Linked DNA regions of Xenopus laevis: region 1 is linked to region 2. The links are chromatin contacts, called in public Hi-C maps. All regions are on one chromosome and are shown on one strand. Each heading gives the region's core, a stretch centred on a gene start, on an enhancer-like site or on the middle of the called end of the contact. The rest is flanking DNA. Distances are from core to core; before and after follow the strand shown.

Region 1 (4,471 bases), core at 1,558-4,057, 390 kb after region 2:
TATACAGCATTTTTGGGATAACTGATGCACATCTGTTTTAGAAAATATTTTATAGAGTGTTAAAATAGACATCGATAGCAGCAGACCTGCACTATACTAGACTGAGTAGACTGTTGCTTTACCCGTAGCATTTCTTTTTAATGCTCATCAGTATATGCATTGTTATATACTGTACTGAATACAAAGATTTGAACAGAAATGTAAACACACACACACACATATATATATATATATATATATATGTATGTATTATGTATAGCTATAACAAACAATGCCCCATTGATCACATTATTTTAGCATTCACACACATGAAAACTCCCACATATACCTGCTAGAAAACTTTTCATTGGTATATAAAGAGATCAATAAATAGTAATTATGTATAAAGAACACTTTTTTAATTGCTTAAAATACAGTTAAACATTTGAACACCAATTTCCAACATCTTGCCAATTAGACAATTAAGAATACATGAGCAAAAAAGATTTAAAGACACCCTTTAATAATGCCCTTTAATTTAGTGCTCTAATACACAAAGCAGAAGATTAAAAAAAGTCATTTATTAGCCACAGTTGAGCAAATGAGGCAAATAGCATAACAGACACATAACGATCTCAGTGAACCCTCCCCCATACCAGATGTATCTAAGTCCAAAGCAGCCTCTAAAACCTGGTAACTTCTAAACACTATTTCCTTCCTTCTTAATTGCCACAATTAAAATCTGCCAAAAAAATTATTACACAACACATCTGTAGAATGCAAATGAACACCATTTAAGCAGTATATTATCACAAATAAAAACCTTCATCTGAAAAACAATGCCTGTTATGGACTTTCAATGGCTTTTAGATGCAAAATTCTGACATATATATATATATATATATATATATATATATAAATAAATATATAGGTTTTTTTATTGTTTGCTGTTAACGTTGCAGGAAAACAGAAGGAAGAAATGTAAAGTTTTTAAAGGCCTGATTTGAGAGTCAAATAGAACTTTTTGTTGAGACATAACATAGTTTTAAAGACGGAAAAATAAAGTTACTAGAACAAGCCGTTAAAATCTGAGACTAGGAAACTTTGTGGTCCCACCAGAACCCTACAGTAATACAGACTAGAAGTTTGAAAAACACTTTCCCTTCACGTATTGATAAAAGGCCCCAAACCTAATCTGTAATTCTGTTGAAGTCCTGCTTAATTTTTTTCCCAAAATTAGCCTTTTTTTTCATTTGGTAAGACTGCTGCTCTGAACCTTGTAATGTGATTTGAATCCTATCATTCGAATCTGTTCTATATAGGAAATGAACTGCAAAGCGTGTGAAATCAATAAAAGTTCTCAATTAAGAGAAGAACATCAGGGAATGTCACAGCAGTAAAACTTGATATACTTAATAGCAATGTACTAATCACATCTTTCTCATTTGTGCCTCGCAAGCTGAAATTAGAAGAATATTGTGCTGGGTCTTACTACACAATATACAAATATAAACAACAACTCTTAACCCTTAATAACCCTTAATAATTATTAAAGTGCATCTTTTATGAGCAATAAATATCACTGTTACAGTATTAAACTATAATGCCGACTAACTGAGAAAGCTCTCTGAAATACAAAGCAGCAGCTAAAAAGTTCAATAATTGTGCAAAACACTAGGCAAAATCTTTAGAATGAGGCAAATGCTAATGGATCAGAAATCACATGCACCCACACTTCACAGCTCCAAGAGGAAAAACATGTAATCCAATAAAAAACAACTTCTTTTATATTTGCTACTCTGCCGAACACGGCAGACACTGGCAGCCCTATAGGTGAAACTTAATGAAATGCTTAAGTAATAAGAAAAACCTAATAATTCCCTACTAAAAAATCAGTTTGTGAACAGTTTTTACATATAACAGTGTAACACCTTTATTTACTACGGAATGATCTACCATGCAATATCACAGATAATTTATATTACACTAAAGTTTTCATACGTTTCTCTCCAACCAATAAGTATATGGCAAACCCCAAATATCATCTCTAATAAAAATACACAATTACACACACACATACAGATATACCATGAAAAGACAGATACAACACCAAGGAAAAGCCCCAAGAAAACCAGTTCTTCAAATGAAAAATATATGCACAATACAGTCCCATTCTTCTTTCTTTTATTAAAACATTTCATAAAGTATCAATAGTCCCAAAGTGTAGCATAAAAAGAACAGCAGCTGCAGGCCAGGGCATAAAACGGTGGTAAATAAAAATGCAATTAAAAAGAAAGATTTCCAAATCATCAAAAGAGAAAAAAAGGTCTATTGCTTTACTAGCACAAAAATAGTAAAATAAGAATATGCATGGGATTCTAGAAATCAGAGAGACTGTCCTGCAAAAAATGAGATTTTTTGTAAAATTCTTATTATATAAGAATTAAAAATGCTATGTATATTTGGGTGTGAAAGGAGAGCTTGCTGAAATCCGGGCGGCGAGGATGAGGAGTGATTAGCAACTAAAAGGCTGTTGCCCTGATCTGCCTCCTCCTCCTCTTGTGCCCTGTCTGAGAGAAGAGCGCTCTGGTTATGGGACTGTGGGAAAAAAAAAGAAAAAGAGAGAGGCGCACACACTGCAATGAGAGCACACGCACACACAGGCTGCAAGGAAGCAGCAACAGCGACGGCAGCAGCCCGCAGCCTGGAAAGCAGCTCCTGACATTGAGAATGAATGACAGCTTACCTGAGTGCCAATCTTCATCAGACTGACACTGGTGTGACAGCACAGCCTATACTTCCCAGCAAAGACTGTGACGTCAGGGAAGGGGGGCCTGAAGGCACTCCTCTTTCTTCATCTTCTTTTGGCTTAAAGTAGTATACGTTTATTATTAGAGGTTTTGCGCCATCTACTGGATACTTTCGTTTCCCATTATTCACATGTTAACAGGTGTGGTATAATCATTTCAAAAATTAAAAATGAGAATTTTTATTTAGATAATTAGATTTCTTTTTTCATTTTTTTTGTATACATTGAGATTTTTAAAAGCATGTTTGCACATGAAGCAGGTAAAGTCATGTACAGGGAGTCCTCGAGTTACATACACCTGACTTACATACAACTCGCACTTACAAACGGGGGCTGTTACAGAAACATACTTTGGTATGCTTGACTTTTATTAGCATTCAGCTTTAATAAACCACCAGCCTCAATGCCTGCTGGTGTGTGTTGTCTACTGCAGAGCACAGAAAGGTAAAAATAAATACTATGTTAAAACAGACATCTGTCTAAGTTGCATTTAATAAGTAAATGTCTATGTTTCAACATACAAATTCAACTTAAGTACAAATCTACAGACCCTATCTTGTAGGCAACCCGAGGACTGCCTGTAGTAATATTTTAAATCACAAATGCCCAATATCATATAGTACTTGTAATTGTACTCCAACAATTATTTCTTTTTAAAATTACATTAAATGGTGAAGTAATTTACAGAGTGTGAAAAAAGAGATCTTGTTCTAGTGTTTCTTTTGCTTCTATATCATTTAGGTGAATGGATGTCTCAGAAAGATGCCACCCTGTCCTGTGACTACCCAGATCTGAAAGGCAGACTCACTTGTCAACTAGTTTTTGGCATCATTTTTACGTGTCCTATAGATAGGGAGGCTTTGAAGGGATTTCAGAGTAGTTAGTTTACGAAATGCCAACAAAATTCCATCCATCAACTACATTTCGGCATATACAATCATTTGTCTACTGATCTGCATGTTTCTTTTCATTGAAAGTTGTAATTTAAGAAGGAAATGTGATATAGGCAAGTAATCATATGGAATTAACCATCACAACGATGTTGGGTCTGGGACTGCCCAAGATCTAAGAACGGTAAATCTGAATACTGGCATTGGAGCAGGGTCAGACTGGGAACAAAGCAGCCCACATATAAATGTGCAACATCGTTGGCATACCCCCCCCAGTTAAAAAAAAAAGCATTGGTGGTCAGCCCCCCATAAAACGAAAAAACAATTGGGGGTCAGGGACAACCATAAAAGAAAAAAAAAATTGGTTGCCAGCCCTACGAAGTAAAAAAAAACATTAGTCAGCCCCCCTAAGTTAAAAGAAAAAACCTGGTGGCCAGCCCCCCAAGTTAAAAAAAAACATTGGTGGCCAGCCCCCAAGTTAGAAAAAAACATTGGTGGCCAGCCCTCCCACAAGTTAAAAAAAATGGTGGCCAGGATCCCTCCATTAAAGTTAAAAAAAAAACATTGGTGGCCAGGGATATAATTAAAACAAAAAGACCATTGGTGTTCACTGGAAACTAACCTTTAAAATTGGACAGGCCGTCTTCTACTTCTTAGGTGACAGCAGCTTCTTCATTCTCCTCTGCGGCTTCGACTCTCATTTGGTGACTCCTAGCTTCCCTGGCCCACTTAACCAAAAATGAAATGCTCGTCGGGCAAGTCCAGGCCTGCTTTGGAGCATCAATAAGTGACG
Region 2 (4,253 bases), core at 1,247-3,746:
GTTGAACACCAATTTAAAGTATGAATATTATTACAGAAAGATTTGTTATCTGAAAACCCCCAGGTCCCAAGCATCCTGGATAACAGGTCCCATACCTGTACAAGTATTAAAAAAGTATATATAAAAAGTCTCATAGAAACTATTTAACTGTATTCTGTTTATACAGGTAAGTCAAATTACAGTACATTAGTCTAATACAGGAGCCAACTGATGCAAGTGTGTTATTTTTCTCAATTTATATTTTCACTGAAAATAATAAAAATGCAAATTACATATATTAAAATGGGTATGTGGTCATTAATTTTAATGCATTGTTGTTATACTGTAGATAAGTCTATTAGTACATCTGGAATATCAATGTAACTATTCCTGAATCTAACATATATGATAATGAATGTGCTTTTCAGAAGCCAAGGGAACTCATTTTCCTCTCCAAACCTTGGTTCCTGGCCAATAGGTTACCACTAATATGTTCTCTCTAGTTATCTGCCATAATTACAGAATAAAAGTATGAGCTGCTAACAAATTATTTCAAGAGAGTGAAGAAACCTGTGTGGGCAGGTGTGCTAAAAAAACAGGATATTCTGAGAGTCTTTTGTTAATGAACTGTAACTCATACATATATTTCTGAATGTTCAGCTTTTTTCATAAAGCAGCATCTTGTCTTTCTCATTCACGTTCTAGCTTTGTCATGTAAAAGTTGTGCTTTTGTCTTTAGAGTGTGTCTACAGGGACATAATTTATTGCCCTTGTGAACTTTAATCAAGCTTTCCTCAGCTACTAGAAAAACAGAATTCACCCCGGGGCACTTACCAGTTGTTGACTTGCAATAGTGTAAGGTTTGTCTGTGCTGCTATTTGCCGCTTCTCATCCTCTGTTGGGTAAGGGTGCTGAAAAGAATATTGGAAGAGTTATGAGGCAGCTTACTGCTGTGAAAATCCAAACAGGTGCATTGGCTGAAGGCACATAAAATCTTTACTTCTGAAACATCAATGGCTCTTTTAGCATGCCAGAGAAAGTGCACAATTTCAGGGCCAATAAATAATAATGTCTTTTACCTTGATACACTCCTGCAAAGGGAAAGGGTCCTAAGTAACATATACTGACCTGATTTTCTGTCCTACACATAGGGGCAAATTTACTTATGGTCGAATATCGAGGGTTAATTAACCCTCAATATTCGACTGCCGAATGGAAATCCCTAATTTACCCTAATTCGTTGTTCGATCGAACGATTAAATCCTTCAAATCCCCATAGGCTAACATTGACTTTGGTAGGTTTTAGGTGGCGAACTAGGGGGTCGAAGTTTTTTTTTTAAAGAGACAGTTCTTCGACTAGCAAATGGTCGAATAGTCGAACGATTTTTAGTTTGAATCGTTCGATTCGCAGTCGTAGTCGACGGTCGAAGTAGCCCATTCGATGGTCAAAGTAGCCAAAAAAAAAAACATTTGAAATTCGACGTTTTTTTTCTTCTATTCCTTCACTCGAGCTAAGTAAATTGGCCCCATAGTATAAGTCTGATCACATCTAATAATATATAATATCTCGGTGCTGCTGGTCATTTTTTCCAATATCTGATTTCTTTACCTTGCACCCGAGTTGAAACAAAAAGAGCGGAGTGCTGTCCAAATGGCTTTATATATATATATATACTGGGAGAAAATTCAGGATTGAACATAGGGTCACTTGCACCACGGACCATGTGGTATACATGGCCTGGTGCCCATGTGGACTGATTATGTGGGCAAAGCTTCTACGACTTACCGCGAGCGTATGAACAACCATCGTTGCGCCATAAGAGCGGCCCTCACTACGGGAAAGGCAGACCAACCTGTTGCCAAGCATTGGCTGGAACACCATCACACATTACCACAATTCAGACACATGATTATTGATCATGTTCCAGAGCCACGGAGAGGGGGCAATAGGGAGCTGTCACTCCTTCGCAAGGAATCAATGTGGATCTTCAAGCTGGACACTTTAGTACCAAAAGGATTGAATGAAACACTTCCCATGGCCCAGTTCTACTGATTACACTGGGCACATGGAGCCCAATGTCTGACATAGATAGATGGTCCAATAGATAGTACACACTGAACATTTACCGTTGGACTCTATACTTCCCTAGAGACTATACTTCAGTGAATGACTTTAAACATGGAGTTATTGCATAACTTGAGGATATCATTAAGATAAAATAGTGATGCATATACACTATACGGGTTAAGCCATGAGATTTGGCTGGCTGATGTCACTGGTGTTATAACTGTGATTAGGATTGTACTCTAAAAATAGTTTTTAAAAAAATTTTTTTGGTCACACTTTTCAGGTCCACAGAGGAGGGGATATGAGGTGCATAGGAAGGCCGGCCAAACACTGTGTTTCTCATCACGCTGCCCAGGTCTGCCATGAGACATCCAGGGTTCACTGTACAGCCTGGCATAGGTGTACAGCACACTGCTAACCCACTTTGCTGTAGGCGGATTGCCCCTGAGCTCCCTCCCAGCTCCCCTAAAGCAGGACGGAAGGTCGTTATACCCCTACGCACATCTTTGGTCCTACACTCTAAACACTTGGGTGCCATGTGGTGGCCTACGTGTTTGGGGGATTGCCAGAGAAGCGTTATGAGAGGAGACATAGCGCGGTTGGGAACAGCAGTGCTTCACAGATGTTTCCCTGTGGGAGTGATGCTGCAGCTAGAGGGGGTGTGTCACCGGCCAGAAGCCGTGTGGGGCTCCCCTTTGGCTAACAGCACGAAGGGAGGGGAGGAGCAAGACTCACAGTAGCTACGGGAAGGCTCCGCATAGACACAGAGAGATGTATCGATCGAGCAACAATGGGCGCAGTAAAAGGCGGTATCGGCAGGACCGGCAGCTAATGTGATGACGGGAACAACAGCTGATGGCGACAGAGAGGAAAACTAGTGATACATATCCTCCGGTGGGTCTGATGTTTGTTCACGCACTGGCCACGTATATGGCAAAGAGAGGAGCACGGAGGGGGGTACACATCATGGGAAGGGGTGTTGGTTTTAGCGCACCTATTATACATTGAGGCCATGGCTCAATAGACCCTGGTTGTCACTACGTCACAGTAATCTATATGCACATTTGGTTTGAAGCGATGGGATGGGTATACACACTCTTGTGGTGATTGATGGGTTGTACACACCCACCTATGACGTCTTGCCTAAAAATAAACAGGGAAGTGCAGTTAAGCTGTATGATATGATCTGAAGGGGAATGCCTACTGTTGATAGGGTTAATTTTCCCTCCCAATAAGGTAAATAGGAGGCAGTTAATAGCAAAGCTATACAGGTAAAAGGCATGTGCACCCATGCCTATGGGCTCTTCCTTGGATATCTGAAAGAGGCAGGTCTCTTCTGTGTGTCTGAAAGAGAGACAAAGTTCTTGCTGTTCCCAGTAAGAGCAAGCCTGATGGAGAAACAAGAGGCATATGGAGCCTGGGACAGAAAGAGTGTCTGAGATTGAGAGTTGGAGAACCAAAGGGTCTGAGCTAGAGAGAAAAAGCAAGTGCAAGGGTCTTGTGCATGTAGAAAGGCAGTGTTTGGAAAAGTGCAGCAGTCAATGTAGCTTGGATAACATACTTTATCTCTGAACTGTGAGTAACAGGGTGCTAACCTTTTAGCTAACCTTGTGGTGGTCCAAAGTCTGGGAGAGGCCCTAGGGTAGTCACAAAAACTATAATCTCATTTGAGACAGACTGTTATATATATTTTTAATGTCATATAACCATATAAAGACAAACACCCTGTTGATGTGTTTTTGTTGTTGAACAATTAAAGTTTTATTATTCTGCATTTTTCTTTTCCCTGTCTCATCTCTGCCTCATATCCCATATGGTCCTCATCCTTTATAGCCTTCACATTTTCTCTGTAATAACTATACCTTGCGTTTAATGGTAAGGTTAGCTTAAGTTTAATATTTCTTTCTTTTAGATTCAAGGTCCCAAGCATTTCGGGATGCCATACTGATCTATATTAGTATAAAATAAAGTAGAGTACTGCACTCAATTATTACCGATTTATTTTGCAAAAAATGATAGCAAACATTTCCTCAAATTACTTTTTACTCAGTTACTTAAGTTTCCTTATGGGACTCTTGTAAGAAATGTATGTAAATGTAGCCATGTAATTGACAAATAATCAATAGACAGATCAATAGAGACAGTGGTGAAACATTAGGTCTGACAAAATAGTCTGTCACTTACAGTAAATTCATAAATAAGCATT

The links. Hi-C and Micro-C count contacts between places; a contact is called where the count stands out from the background.
Region 1: a contact with region 2 is called in a Hi-C map of the XL177 cell line, with 7 times the contacts expected there. The contact joins the promoter of pknox2.S here to the enhancer-like site in region 2. A contact is called at or near these places in 2 of 4 Hi-C or Micro-C datasets (the XL177 cell line and the XTC cell line).

What each region holds. Positions count from the first base shown.
Region 1 is chr7S:62,516,511-62,520,981 of Xenopus_laevis_v10.1, forward strand. It overlaps pknox2.S (homeobox protein PKNOX2), which reads right to left and starts at 2,808. Exons shown (of 15, transcript XM_041571318.1): 1 at 2,726-2,808.
Region 2 is chr7S:62,124,560-62,128,812 of Xenopus_laevis_v10.1, forward strand. It overlaps pknox2.S (homeobox protein PKNOX2), which reads right to left. Exons shown (of 15, transcript XM_041571318.1): 13 at 814-890. Among protein-coding and RNA genes, the nearest start is that of fez1.S, 69 kb to the left of the region's middle. Within about 2 kb of position 2,497, at least 5 of the 7 cell types and tissues checked have an H3K27ac peak or open chromatin away from gene starts, as enhancers often do.